Regions from separate parts of the Xenopus laevis genome. Here region 1 is linked to region 2. The links are chromatin contacts, called in public Hi-C maps. All regions are on one chromosome and are shown on one strand. Each heading gives the region's core, a stretch centred on a gene start, on an enhancer-like site or on the middle of the called end of the contact. The rest is flanking DNA. Distances are from core to core; before and after follow the strand shown. Region 1 holds the start of ier5.L (immediate early response 5 L homeolog). Region 2 has its middle 50 kb from the start of ier5.L.

Region 1 (6,084 bases), core at 1,500-3,999, 48 kb after region 2:
TGAGCAAGAGAACAGGATACAGCTAAAAATGTGCTGTATTAATTACTTGTAATTTACCATAAATTAAAGTATGTAACCATTTTAAAACTACAAACGTTTAAGTTCCAAAGGATGTTGCTAATTTTCCAGTGTGGGACTCAAAAGGTTAAATAGAAAACTAAACAGCTACTGCTAAATATTATGCTTTGGTTTATATCAAGCAAGTTCATAGCCGGTCTTTTAGATTGACCTCATTTGGTTAAAACACAAGAGACCAGTAGCTATTTTATCCCAAATTCCCAAGTCAGCATGGATGTATTAATTCAAACAGTTAAGGTTTTATAAATAACGAGAGTTCTGAAACTTTTCAAATTATTTAATACGTGTCAAACACGTAGAAACATCATAGTATACAGAAGTCAGTTACAGCATTGTGCATAAAAATACTGTAAACCATTGTTTAAATCATGTCCAGATAGAATAACTCATCTTCTAAAACAAAGAGAGATCTGACTGTGCACGTAGGGCTGGACTGAGCACATGAGCGCCAGCACTTCCAGAAGACAAAATACATTTAAAGGGGTTTTCCTTCCTCTTTAGTAGCTCTACACCGATACATTGAGCAGTTGCTTCCTCATGCTTACACTACACAGAAACCAAAAGGATGGTGGGCGGCTTAGAGAGGGGTAGTTCCAGGACTGAGTGCGCTCAAAAATGAAAGTAGATTAGACACTTTACTGTGTTATGGACTATAAACTGTAACATAACCAAATATGCAAGCTGTAGAATATGCTTGTTTAGGAACTCAAACAAGTGACAAAAAAACGTAACTAACAAAATGGTGTGGATGAGTGTGCAGTGAAAAGGGGCTGCCAAACAGTTTGCACACTGATTTGGCATTTGAATCAAGTCAGGACATGAAACAGGAAGCAGTAGTTTTAAAATCACTGGAGGAACCATAACACAATAGGTAAGAATAGGGCAGTGTGAACAGATGGGAACTTCCCTCCCTCTCCCCAAATGGGGAACTCCCCTAGCACGTGGTGACCATAGAGGTGGGGGTTGGGAGACATTCTTTTCAAACTGGGGGAGGGGTGTTACAGGACTGATACATATTGCCTCAGGGAAATACCCCCCCAGTTGAAAAAAAATCAGTTCTTACAATAAAATAGCTTCATTGAATTAGTGTTGATTTAATTCTTGACCTTTATGCACTTATAGTGCCAGGTGGGACTTGGAACACCCCTAAACAAGCCACGAGATCCAGCGATCTGCATGTATTCCACACTTACAGAAAATCATGGTTGTTCCAGGAGTGCCCAAGTCCCTAGTAAGATGGTGTGCAACTTTCACTGTCTCCACTGACAACAAATGGGTTAAGTAAATTGTACACGTGGCATCCCTTTAAGTCAGGGATCTGCAACCAGGGGAAAAGAATAGCTGTTGTGGACTACAACTCCCAGCCTCTCTAGGGAGCCAGTGCTAAAAGTTGTAGTCCAGCAGAAGCACTGGTTGAAAGATCTCTGCTATAAGTGCTTTACCAATGTAGCAAGCTGCACCCACCAATCCAAACACAACATTAGGCAGATGTAGGAAGAGGCATCCAGACATATCAGGACATAGAGTAACTGGAGGTCAGTCATGATCCGTCTTATATAGAACAATCCATACACTGTGCTCTGCGCCAGCTTCAGTCTCAGTTCAGTCTATAGCAGGTGTTTCCAACCTGCGGCCCTCCAGCTGCTGCTGCTGAACTACACACCCCGGCCAGTCTGCTTAGTGCAAGGGGCGCCGCGGGCTGGACGTTCCTGCGAGGAGGGCTGGCTCAGAAGGCTTCTATGGCCGTGCTCCAGGAGCTCATACTTGGGCTGATCGCCCTTTCACTGCAACCTGGTCCGGCTGGGCCCGTAGAGTCCAACTCCTGCACGTCCTGCGCGGGCTCCTCAGCCGCCTCAGTCCCAGGCTCTTTGCTCAGAAGTCCCGAGAAACTGGTGCCGAAGATGCTGATGAGGTTTGCAACGTTCTCTGTCTCCATGTGTTCCTCCGCCTCGTCCCCTGGCTCTGGCACCTCCTGCTCTCCTTGCTCCCTCTTTGCTCGCTTCATGGCCGGCCCATCCGGCGGGTTCCCTCCGCTTCTCTTCCGACAGCAGCTACTGGGGGAATCTGGGCTGCTGGGCTCTGCTTCGTGGCTGGGGCAGAGATCTGGTTCATGCAGGGAGGCCGAGTGGGACCGGCAGCTTTCGGTCACATGTCCCTGGCAACACGGCACCCCCCGAGGGTTCTCTGTGTCGTTTGGGTTACAAGAGCGACTCGCAGTTGGGCAGGAACATGTCCGGGCGTCTGTCTGCTCAGTAGGGGGGCACTGAGTCTCTCCGGTGAGGGGACATGGCTCGGGTTCCTTGCAGTCCTGTGGGCCGGGATTATGGAGCTCCGCCTGCCTCAGGTAATACTCCTGCTGTAACTCTTCCGGACTTTGGCTCAGATAGACCTGCTGGGCGCTGCGCAGTACCAGGGACACCATCAGGTTCTTATGCAGTTTGATGCCGCCGCGCTGCACACGGGAATGGTAGATCTTTCCCAGCGAAATACTCACTATGCGGTGAGCTTCAAGGCGAAAGCCGAGTCCGGGCGGAGTTTCCACAGTCCCAGGATCGTGTTGTTGTTCTAACACTTCCCGGTGCATTTTCGAAAATGCAGGTTTCTCCAACCTTCCGGTTTCCCTTGAGGGTGATTTAAACTTCGACACAAGGCTATCTGACCCGACCAACCTAGAAACCAACAGCAACTAAGCGCGGGCGCCTTCCCCCAGTCAGTTTATATACGAGTTACGTCACTCTTCCATTAGCCAATCAGGAGATCACAATGAGCGGTCTCCAACACAGATCACGGCTGTCTAGCGTTGTGTGCGACACATTTCCAACTACCAATCGGTGAGCGCAGGATTAACCGCCTGGATTCGAAAGGCGGCCCGCGGAGAATTTCCTTAAAGCGGCATTGCCATGTTAACGTTAATGTGTTCTGTATCAAAGTGTTTACAGTGGATGCTTTAAGCACATATACAATATCCTGGTTTAGTACCATGTGACCATTAATAGTTCACTATTGATGTATCGCCCTGGCTAAGTTACGTGTGTATAGTCACAGGAGTATGGAAACGTGACGTCACTGAGGCATTGCCGTTTTAACTCAGACAGTGTTTTGGTGGCAGCTCCCAGGCTGATGTAATGCTTCAGTAAGTGTTCAGGCTCAGTCACGTGATAGGCCGTGAGGTCAGTGAATGGCTGCTTTGTGTCTGCCTTCCCCACTGTTGCTATTTTTGCTTCTATTCCAGCTGAAGTCGGTTCCCAGCAGCCGAGGGGATACGGATAGTTGTAGTTCTGCGGAAAGGAATTCGCAAAGACATTTTTATTTATAGTTGCTTCGTAGTAAACGCCAGTGAGAGCAAGGTTCGCATGTCCTTTTATTTTTTTTTGCCCACAAATAGGGGGCTTGGGTTGAGACTAATGTTGCGAGATGTATGGGGTTAACACTCACTTGCTGTGCGAGATATTGTTGAACTGGATATGATATCTGTTTTAAAGCTGGTCATACATTAAATCATTTGCAGAGGTGGTGGACAATATTGGGCTAACCCAGTCCTTCGGCCATAGTGTGGTCCTTGTCTTGAACTTTGAACATGATTTGTAAACCTGTCCAATACATATCTGGATTATTTCCTGCTGGATATCGGTCAGGGTAGCCCATCAGAGGGACACGGTCCAATAAGCTGCTGGCACCAGGCCTGGAGAGGCAATCTGTGGGTTCTGGCAAATGCCAGAAGTGCTGATGTAAGTCGCTATAGACAGTCACTATTTATTGGGCTGGTGGGGGGATGTTTGAGCACTTGAAATGCCAGGGCCTATTTTGATACTAAGTCCAGACCTGATCGGAAGCTTTTATCAGCCTATGAATGGCCACCATTGATTGTTAATTTATATTAGGTATAACTGTTTTGTCAGACTTCCTCATAGAGTAAGATATAATTTCTTGTTTATTGGTCCATTAAAAACCACAATTGGCTGCTGTAGATTGTTTCTATTTTGACTAACTGCAGTTTGAGGAGCTCTGCATGGTGTAGGCACATTGAATCCATTGCAGTCCCTCTGGGATTCTAAATGAAGGGAGCAGGGGTGAGTCTGAATTTCTTTTTCTTCACTATGGCAGTTTGGGGCTTCTGGCACTCTATACATTTGGTACTCAGACACAACAGCATACAAGTTACTTTATGGTAAGTAGGCACGGTCAGGTTGGCATGGGCATCTTGGTGACTGTGTGGCAATGGTTGCCCTAGCGAACTGGTAAGGTAAGGTTGCCACGGCCATCTACGTTGCTTGGCTGCAATAATAATCCAATTGTTTGTGGGCCTATAGTCTTCAAGACCACACTAGCTGTTTTTTTTTTTTTTTTGCAGTGAATGAGAAGTCTGATATGCATCAAGCATTTCTCTGCCATTAATTAAAAAAGGCCACCACTGCGATATTAGCGATAACGCATTCATTTCAAACACTTAGTCCTTCAGATGTTGAGAAATTCAGCTCCAATACAGGATTTAATGATTGAAATTTGACAAAAAGATTGGAAAGTGACAAACGAGACCTCCTTGGCTGACAAGATTACAAAATGAATGTAAAACTATAATTTGAATTAGAGAGGGAGACGAAAAGCAGATAAACGTTTAATTATTATAGTTGTTTACAAAACGGGTCAATTAAAGTTTAATGTGCATAATTATGCAGCATTCACACACCTTCCCCCAGTGCTTAATAATTATACAATTGCACTGTGGCATTTTCTCCTATATTTGAAATCTGCTAAATAAATCTTTCTTTTTTTGAAAATCATTCTATGTCCATGTGTTTTCTTCCACAAAGGTTCCCTTTGATGCTCAGCACTCAGAGAAAATGCTCTTTCTAGCCAACCCTAAGGGCGGTGTCACACTGCGTTTGCTCTGCTGGCATAAATATGCCATGGGAGCAAAGGCTGATCTCCTTTCCACCCTGTCTTGTGTGTGCAATCACAGGCATAACATCTGTTTTCAGTGCACACACAGCACATTTTGGCATGAAAATGCGTACTTTTGGGTTTCTGTGCCAAAATTCAGGATATTTGCAAGCGCCTCACTGAACACCCCTTACCAAATATTACCATTATACACTAATTACCACATGCTATAGCTTTTATTGTACATTATATATATAAACACACCACATTTTTTAATCAGAACGACCAGGGGTCTATAGATGCTCCGGCTGTGTGATGTGTGGAACATTAATACAAGGTACAAGCTTCACACATTTTGAAGTCACCATGGATGGTGAAATTACACAAAAATGATAAAGAAAGCATTTTCACATGATTATGCTGTTTAACTTACTGGTCATTTAAAGGGGTTGTTTACCTTCAAGCAACTAGTTGTTTTCAGATAGATCATCAGAAATAATGACTTTTTCCATTGACTTTCTATTTTCTATGTGTCACCGTTTTTCTAATATTAAAGTGTAAGGGCTCTTACTGACTAGCAGTTGAAGCTGCGCTCCCCTACGTCCCATTTTTCTGCCGCAGGGGAGCGCTGGAATAGACGCATTAAGCTTTTTTCAATGGGGCTGTACTCACACAGGTGCGTGTAGGCGCCGAACGCAGGTTGTGACGCAACATGCTGCATTTTTCCTGCGTTCAGTGCCTACGCCTGTGTGAGTACAGCCCCATTGAAAAAAGCTTCCCCTGCGGCTGAACGCAGAAAAACAGAACTCAGGGGCGCGCAGCTTCAACCGCTCGTCAGTAAGAGCCCTTAAGTGTATTTTTTCACCTTCTAAAGCAGCTCTGGGAGGGGGTGCCGACCATGTAAACTGTTCTAAATTGATACATTTAGTTGATACATTTCTTATCTTTGTCCCTGCTGAGCAAAATCCCTGGGTTTCATTAGAGACAGCTGTTAGGGTAAGGCCAGACAAGGAGATTCGGGGAGATTTTGTCGCCTGGCGACTTATCGCCACGTCTTTTGCACGACTATCTCCCCAAAATGCCTCAGCGTCTTTTCCCCATAGGCTACAGGCAAAATCGCCTGCG
Region 2 (6,200 bases), core at 3,306-5,805:
TTTTGCCACCCCTGGAAATGTATCTGCCGCTGCTGAGCACCCCTGCTCCCCAACTCCTTTTACTTTTGAATGTTGCTTATGGGTTCAAAAAATTAGGGATCCCTGGTCTAGAGAGAGTAAAATCAGACCCCAATTGGCCAAACTCATGGGGAGTCAGTATATTAATCAGAGATACCATAAATATAGCATACTGTATATCAAAATAAATTATATATATATTGTTTTTTTTAAAAAACATACATTCTATGCCATTAGCATGTTGATAGCACCCACAATGTAAATTTTACATATCAGGGTACAGAAATGATAAGAAATGCCAAATATAAATTTTTTCACACCAGCTTTTCTGTGTTGTTCATGTAACAAATAGACCTGATTTTACTGGATTGTTTGCTATCCACATCAGATGCTCCTTAAAGCCCTAAACAATGACAAGTAATTTCATGTAGTGGGACAGTTATTCAGTACAGGGTGGGAACTAGGGCTAAGTAGAAGAGGCATGTGCCTAGGGAACAACATAGTGCAGGGCACATTACCTCATCACAACAGGGGCACCTGAGATTGGGGGCTCGCCTTGGATGACCCTTACCTTTGACCCGGCACTGATTCATTATCTTATTTGTTGGAGGGCCAGATTATTATAAACCATTTATGTCATCCAAACAGGTCAGTGCTCTGCTCTAGAGTGGTCTGGAGACCTATAAATCTCATTTGGAATGACACATTTGATCAATGTCAATTGGTTGAAGTACAGCTCCACAATAATAAAAATGGCTTTATTAGGAACACTTGCAGGACCTGGATAAGCACTTATCCAGGTCTTGCCAGTGTTCCTAATAAAGGCATGTTTATCCAAGAAAAGAATTGTAGTGCTATTCTTCAACCAATTGATGCAAGAGGAGTGGAAGGTGGCCATTCAGGCTACGTGCACCAGGACCCACTGATTTGCAGTCTTGTGAGCTGATTCTACTAATTAAGCAAACATCTGATCAATGTGCCACCAACTAGCCTGATCTAATTAGTAGTAGTTGATGTAGAATAATTGCCCTTTGCTTTTAAAAATCTATAAGATTGCTACTGTCTCAGCTTGTAATATTAGTTTTCCCTAAGGTGCTACTGTCTAGCCTTGGCCTTCCTTATCGACCCCCAAAGCCCCTTATTGGGTAGTTATTCTTTTATAAGAAGACAGTGGGGGCATGGCCTGGTGGCACAGTGTGCATGATATGATATCAATCAGGATAATAAACAGGAATACTTCATAGCAAGAACAAGTCCCTCTATATTTTATATTTAATTTGCCATCTGGAATATTTGCTGCATGGACATAGAGGAAGACATTTTTCAAAACTGTTTTGCTCTCTCAGAATCTAGCTTTTCATGAGGTCAGTGGCAGCTTTGCTCATGTATCAGCAAAATACTGTTTTTAAGAATTGTAGTCTTTATTGGTGCCTTCCCCCCCCCCCAGCAGGATCTGCTTCCTCTGTTGTTATGCCACTGTTGGTGAACCATTCCTGATCAGTATACACTGCCCTGTATTAATGAGGCACTTGATGCTCTACAAGACAGTTCTCAGTGTTAAAGGACAAGGAAAGCCACATAACAATCCTAACAATCCTTCCCTTTAGCACTCCTTAATTGCTAAACTTTATCCACTGTAGTGCCTCCTTCAGTAGCTGTGATCTTCAGCCACGGGCATTATCTTTTTAAAGCACGTCATCAGTATGGCGAATGCACTCCTACTGTGCATCCTGCATGCTGACACTATGGCACACGAGTATAGCTATCTTCATTCTTCAGTGGTGACGTAGGTGTTTGGATGAGACTGCGTTATGCACACACTCTAGTTTCCTGCTCATCTAAACTGTGCAGAATCTTGGTCTTGGTCTTGGTAAAGGCCACAGCACTATGGGTAAATGCTTTTATAAAAGTCAGCACGATTTGCGAAAACACAGTACTAGAGCTCCTACATGCAGGCGATTTAATCTATTTAAGACACCCTACCAGTTGCTTTTTAAATAGGCTTGTTTGGAAAATAATCTTGATTTCATTGTCCTTTAAGATTGGGGTATTTCCAAATCCCTATGAGTGCAAATGATCAGGAAAGGATAGCTTTTATTTGCCCATTGGGTTTTATTTACCAGTTTACACATATGCCCCAGAGAATAACTGGAGCTTTAGTCACATTCCAGCACCTTATGGAGAAAGTGCTGGAGCCCTGACTCCATAGCAATGCATAGTTGACCTAGATTATATTATTGTTTTTAGCTCTACTCTTACCTCTCTCTACTATTACCGTTGGTTTGTGGAAGGCTATTTATTCTTATATAGTTCTTTCTTAAAATGAATTGTTTAAGGAAAACTATTAATTCAAATAATGAGAGCATAATACTATTCAGCCCAAGGTAGACATCTGCTTGTGAGGAAGCTTTCCTACCACGCAAGAAAAGTTTTACAGAACCACCTTTACTTGCCTATGTTAACCTACAGATACCTAATGTTTTGCATGTAAATGCCAGTTATGAAGGCTTGGGAGGCATCCTTCAGTAGGAACATCCTGGAGTCCTGAAACTAGTTGCATATATCAACTGGAGCCTTAGTCCCACTGAAAAGAACTATGCTGTACATAAGCCTTAAAATGAGTTACATGGATATCTTTATGGAGCTCAGTTTAGATAATTCTCTAATTTATATTTTAACAACCGCAAAGCTGTAAGCTATGGGCATTGTTGGGCAACTGCTTACTCTAATTGTAAAAAAAATACAAACCTGGCCCAAAAAACTTAGGGATAGATGCCATTTGCAAATGCCCTGGTCTAACCCCTGAGCAGGATGAGTGGAAAGAAATCCCAGGGCCAGTAGTGGCTGCTCAATATGCTACAGCTGCTCTCCAGGGAGATTGTAATCAGTCTGTGAATTGTGACTCCCCCTTGGAGGGGGAGAGGACCATGTAAAAGTAAAAAGAACACATATGACGAATTTTTAACTTTGCGGATCTGTTCAATGGTCAGTGATAGGTCTTATTTGGGCAAAATAGCAGGAAAGACTGCTTTGGTAATTATATAAGATATCCAGAAGATGTCACTCATGTAACAGCCCAAAAACCTACTATATGTAAAGAAGCTCTATAAAACTACATGATAGTCACTGAATCAAAGGGTTTGTAAGATCTGTTAAAAATATAGTTATCTTATAAAATGTATGCTCAGACTCTATAACAAACATGGTAAAACATGGTTTTAATATTCTTATTCTTGTTTTACTTGCTATACCCAAAGCAGTAAATGAACAGTTGCCTCAAGTTTCACACGTGTGGGCCCCTACTTCAGTTCTTTGACCTGCTGTTGTGGAACCACTCTCCATAAAGTGACATAAGCTGATTAAATGACAGGTATGCAGTTTGAATTGACTGAAAATCATGATAGTGCTGCCTTCTGCAACTTGTGCCATATTTTAAATCCAATGCAATGAACTTTTAATTGCATTGTAGTACTGGTGTACATGCACACTGTTGTGTTTGCTCTTGTTGGTTAACTGTTGATTAATGAGCCAGACTATATTTAACACAACCTCATGTGGCAGACTTGCACCAGATTTTTCAGCAGGGTCCAAAAGCATTTAGCTATGTGAGGCTTCACATTAGGTTTATTAAAGGTGACAAATTATATATAAATTGATTTTTCTAAGGAAGATAACACTGTCTGTGTAGGGCATTTTTTTGGTCTTGGAGATATTGCATTTAAACGTTATTGCAGTCAGGGCAGCCATCAGGGGGGACAGGGGGGAGAGTTGTAGGGGGCCCCAAGGGTAAGGGGGGCCCGGCCATGCCACACTTACTTGATTAGCCGGGCCCCCATCTTTGTGAGAGCTGCTGACTTCGGGAAGGCATGGATGTTTAAGGGGCCCTGGCCACCAATTTTCTTATAATGTGGGGGGGGGGGCTGGCCACCATTTTTTTTTCTCCTGTGGGGTCCTAGCCACCAATATTTTTTAATGGGGGGCCCTGGCCACAAATGTTTTTTAATGGGGGGCCCTGACCACCAATATCTTTTTATTAATATGTGGGAATCCTAGCCACCAATATTTTTTTTGTTTTTTTACTGTGTGGTGGGGGGCGGACCTGTGGGTTGGGGAGAGCAGACCTGTAGGTGGGGCTTGCGGTGGGCGCAGCCCAGGGGGCCCAGGAAATTTTGTCGTATGGGGCCCTGTGATTTCTGATGGCGGTCCTGATTGCAGTTACCAGAATTGTTGCAGTGGTATTTTTTAACTAGATACAGAAGGTAATTTTTCCAACAGCACCTAGACTGATCTGAACTGCATTTAATGCAAGACATTTGGGCTCATTTATAAAACAATGGCTAAATTTACACCTGGGAAGTAACCCATGGCAGCCAATCAAATGTCTGCTTTCACTGTTGAACCTGCAGCTGCCTGAGAAAAGCCAGTGATTGGTTGCTATGGGCTACTGCCCATGTGCAAATTTGCCCAGTGTTTATAAACCTCAAAAGCTATTATTGCACCAACATACCACAGTGCCTGGATGTGAGTTAGGGGCTTAGGGCCCTGGCTGCTTTATACTGCAACTTTTGAAAGATCTGGGGTACCCTTAGGTCCCAAAAGTGGCCCTGAACCAAATCCCTCACCTTCCAAGAAGCAGGCTGGGTATTCACTTAGCCTCAGGCCAACAGTCTACACAGTCTACAGGGTTACAGTTTGGTGCATTCTCTGTTATGAGCTGACATCTTTCACATTAACTCACAGAAAAGAAAATTCCCCGATCAACGTTTATGGGTCAGCGTTTTAAGTAAGGATCATAAAAAACATTGACTTTTATCTTGTTGACACTGTATACTTATCGCATATAATGACTAAATACTGGGTCAGTGCCTAGTTGCGACTGCTGTATATCCTGTGTGGTGGCAGATCAGTGCACCTTTTAAACTTTATTTAGCTTGCTTTTCTAGGCATGTTCAGTTGGTATGACATTTCCAATAGAAATCAGGCCAATCATATTAGCCCCCCCAGAATCTCAAATATTGCACCTGACTTTAGACTCAGAGGACATAATTGTGCAAATTTCATCTTTCAGATCTAAGTTTCTATAGACAGGGGAGATTCTAGCGCGAGGCTGCATGAGGCAGCTTTCACAATGCCAAACCTGCCGGAGTAGGGCTAGGGGGCGCAATTTTACTCGCTGAACTAGAAGAGCAGAATTTCCAGTTTGATAACCAGAATTTCAGCTTCTAAAGTTTTTTGCTGCCCCTGGTACCTTGTGGGGTGCTGTAGACTGAGGCAAGGTACTTAACTTGAAATGGAGTTCTGCACAAAGCCTTAGTCTGCTGTATATTTGTGTGTGTGTATGTGGGGGGTAATATTTTACTCAGTACTTATTCACTCTTCTTTTGTGCATAATGAATGAGTCACAAGGCAGAGGATGCTAACATTCCACTAATGTACGTCCCTAATGTATGAAGTGCCAACAGACATAAACAGCACTATATATAGAAGCAGATACAACTATTTGTGCTCCATTCTGGGATTGCAAAAGGTTGCATCTGTCAGTGACATGTGCAGTTCTTGGGAACAGTTGCATTGTGGGCAAAAAACACTGATTTTTTGGGTTTGCTTTTTTCCTTGGTACCTTGCCCCCATGATAATATGTTTGTTTTTGTAGCCCTAACACAAGTTTAAGGTTTTTTCTATTTAACCGTAGCTAGTTATTTTTAATTCCTGCCTGAAAACAAAGAGCAGTAATTTTCCAAACCCTGCTTATAACCCCTGCACTGCTATGTGCTTAGTCATACGGCCCCAAGCAAATCCTGAACTGCAGCTGAGAAACTGGCAGGGCCAGTTCTATAATTAGATGTTTGCAGTACAGAAGTGTACGTGAGAAAATATTATATGATGTGAAAGTCATACACACACACACACACAACATCTTAATAACCACACCATGGTCTGATATAACCATTACATCAAAATGTTTTATTACTGACTTTTTCTGACATGCAATAGGATCACTGAATAACTGTTTCTAGTCACTGGTGTTGGTTGTTATCATACACCAGTTTCCGTATATATAGACATTATTTTACTCTCCACCTGTTGGTACTGTACAAATGCCAGCTACTCTATGATAGTATAGGGAAAGGCTCGGTGCCTACTACTCATTAGAGTAGTGCCACGGGGATTACACTTATTGG

The links. A called contact is a pair of places that touch in the nucleus more often than the background predicts.
Region 1: a contact with region 2 is called in a Hi-C map of the XL177 cell line, with 5 times the contacts expected there. The contact joins the promoter of ier5.L here to the enhancer-like site in region 2. A contact is called at or near these places in 2 of 4 Hi-C or Micro-C datasets (the XL177 cell line and the XTC cell line).

The regions. Positions count from the first base shown.
Region 1 is chr4L:96,575,509-96,581,592 of Xenopus_laevis_v10.1, forward strand. ier5.L (immediate early response 5 L homeolog) reads right to left here and starts at 2,750. Exons shown (of 1, transcript NM_001091562.1): 1 at 341-2,750. The coding sequence starts at 2,662. The coding sequence ends at 1,805.
Region 2 is chr4L:96,525,361-96,531,560 of Xenopus_laevis_v10.1, forward strand. No RefSeq gene overlaps it. Among protein-coding and RNA genes, the nearest start is that of ier5.L, 50 kb to the right of the region's middle. Within about 2 kb of position 4,556, at least 1 of the 7 cell types and tissues checked has an H3K27ac peak or open chromatin away from gene starts, as enhancers often do.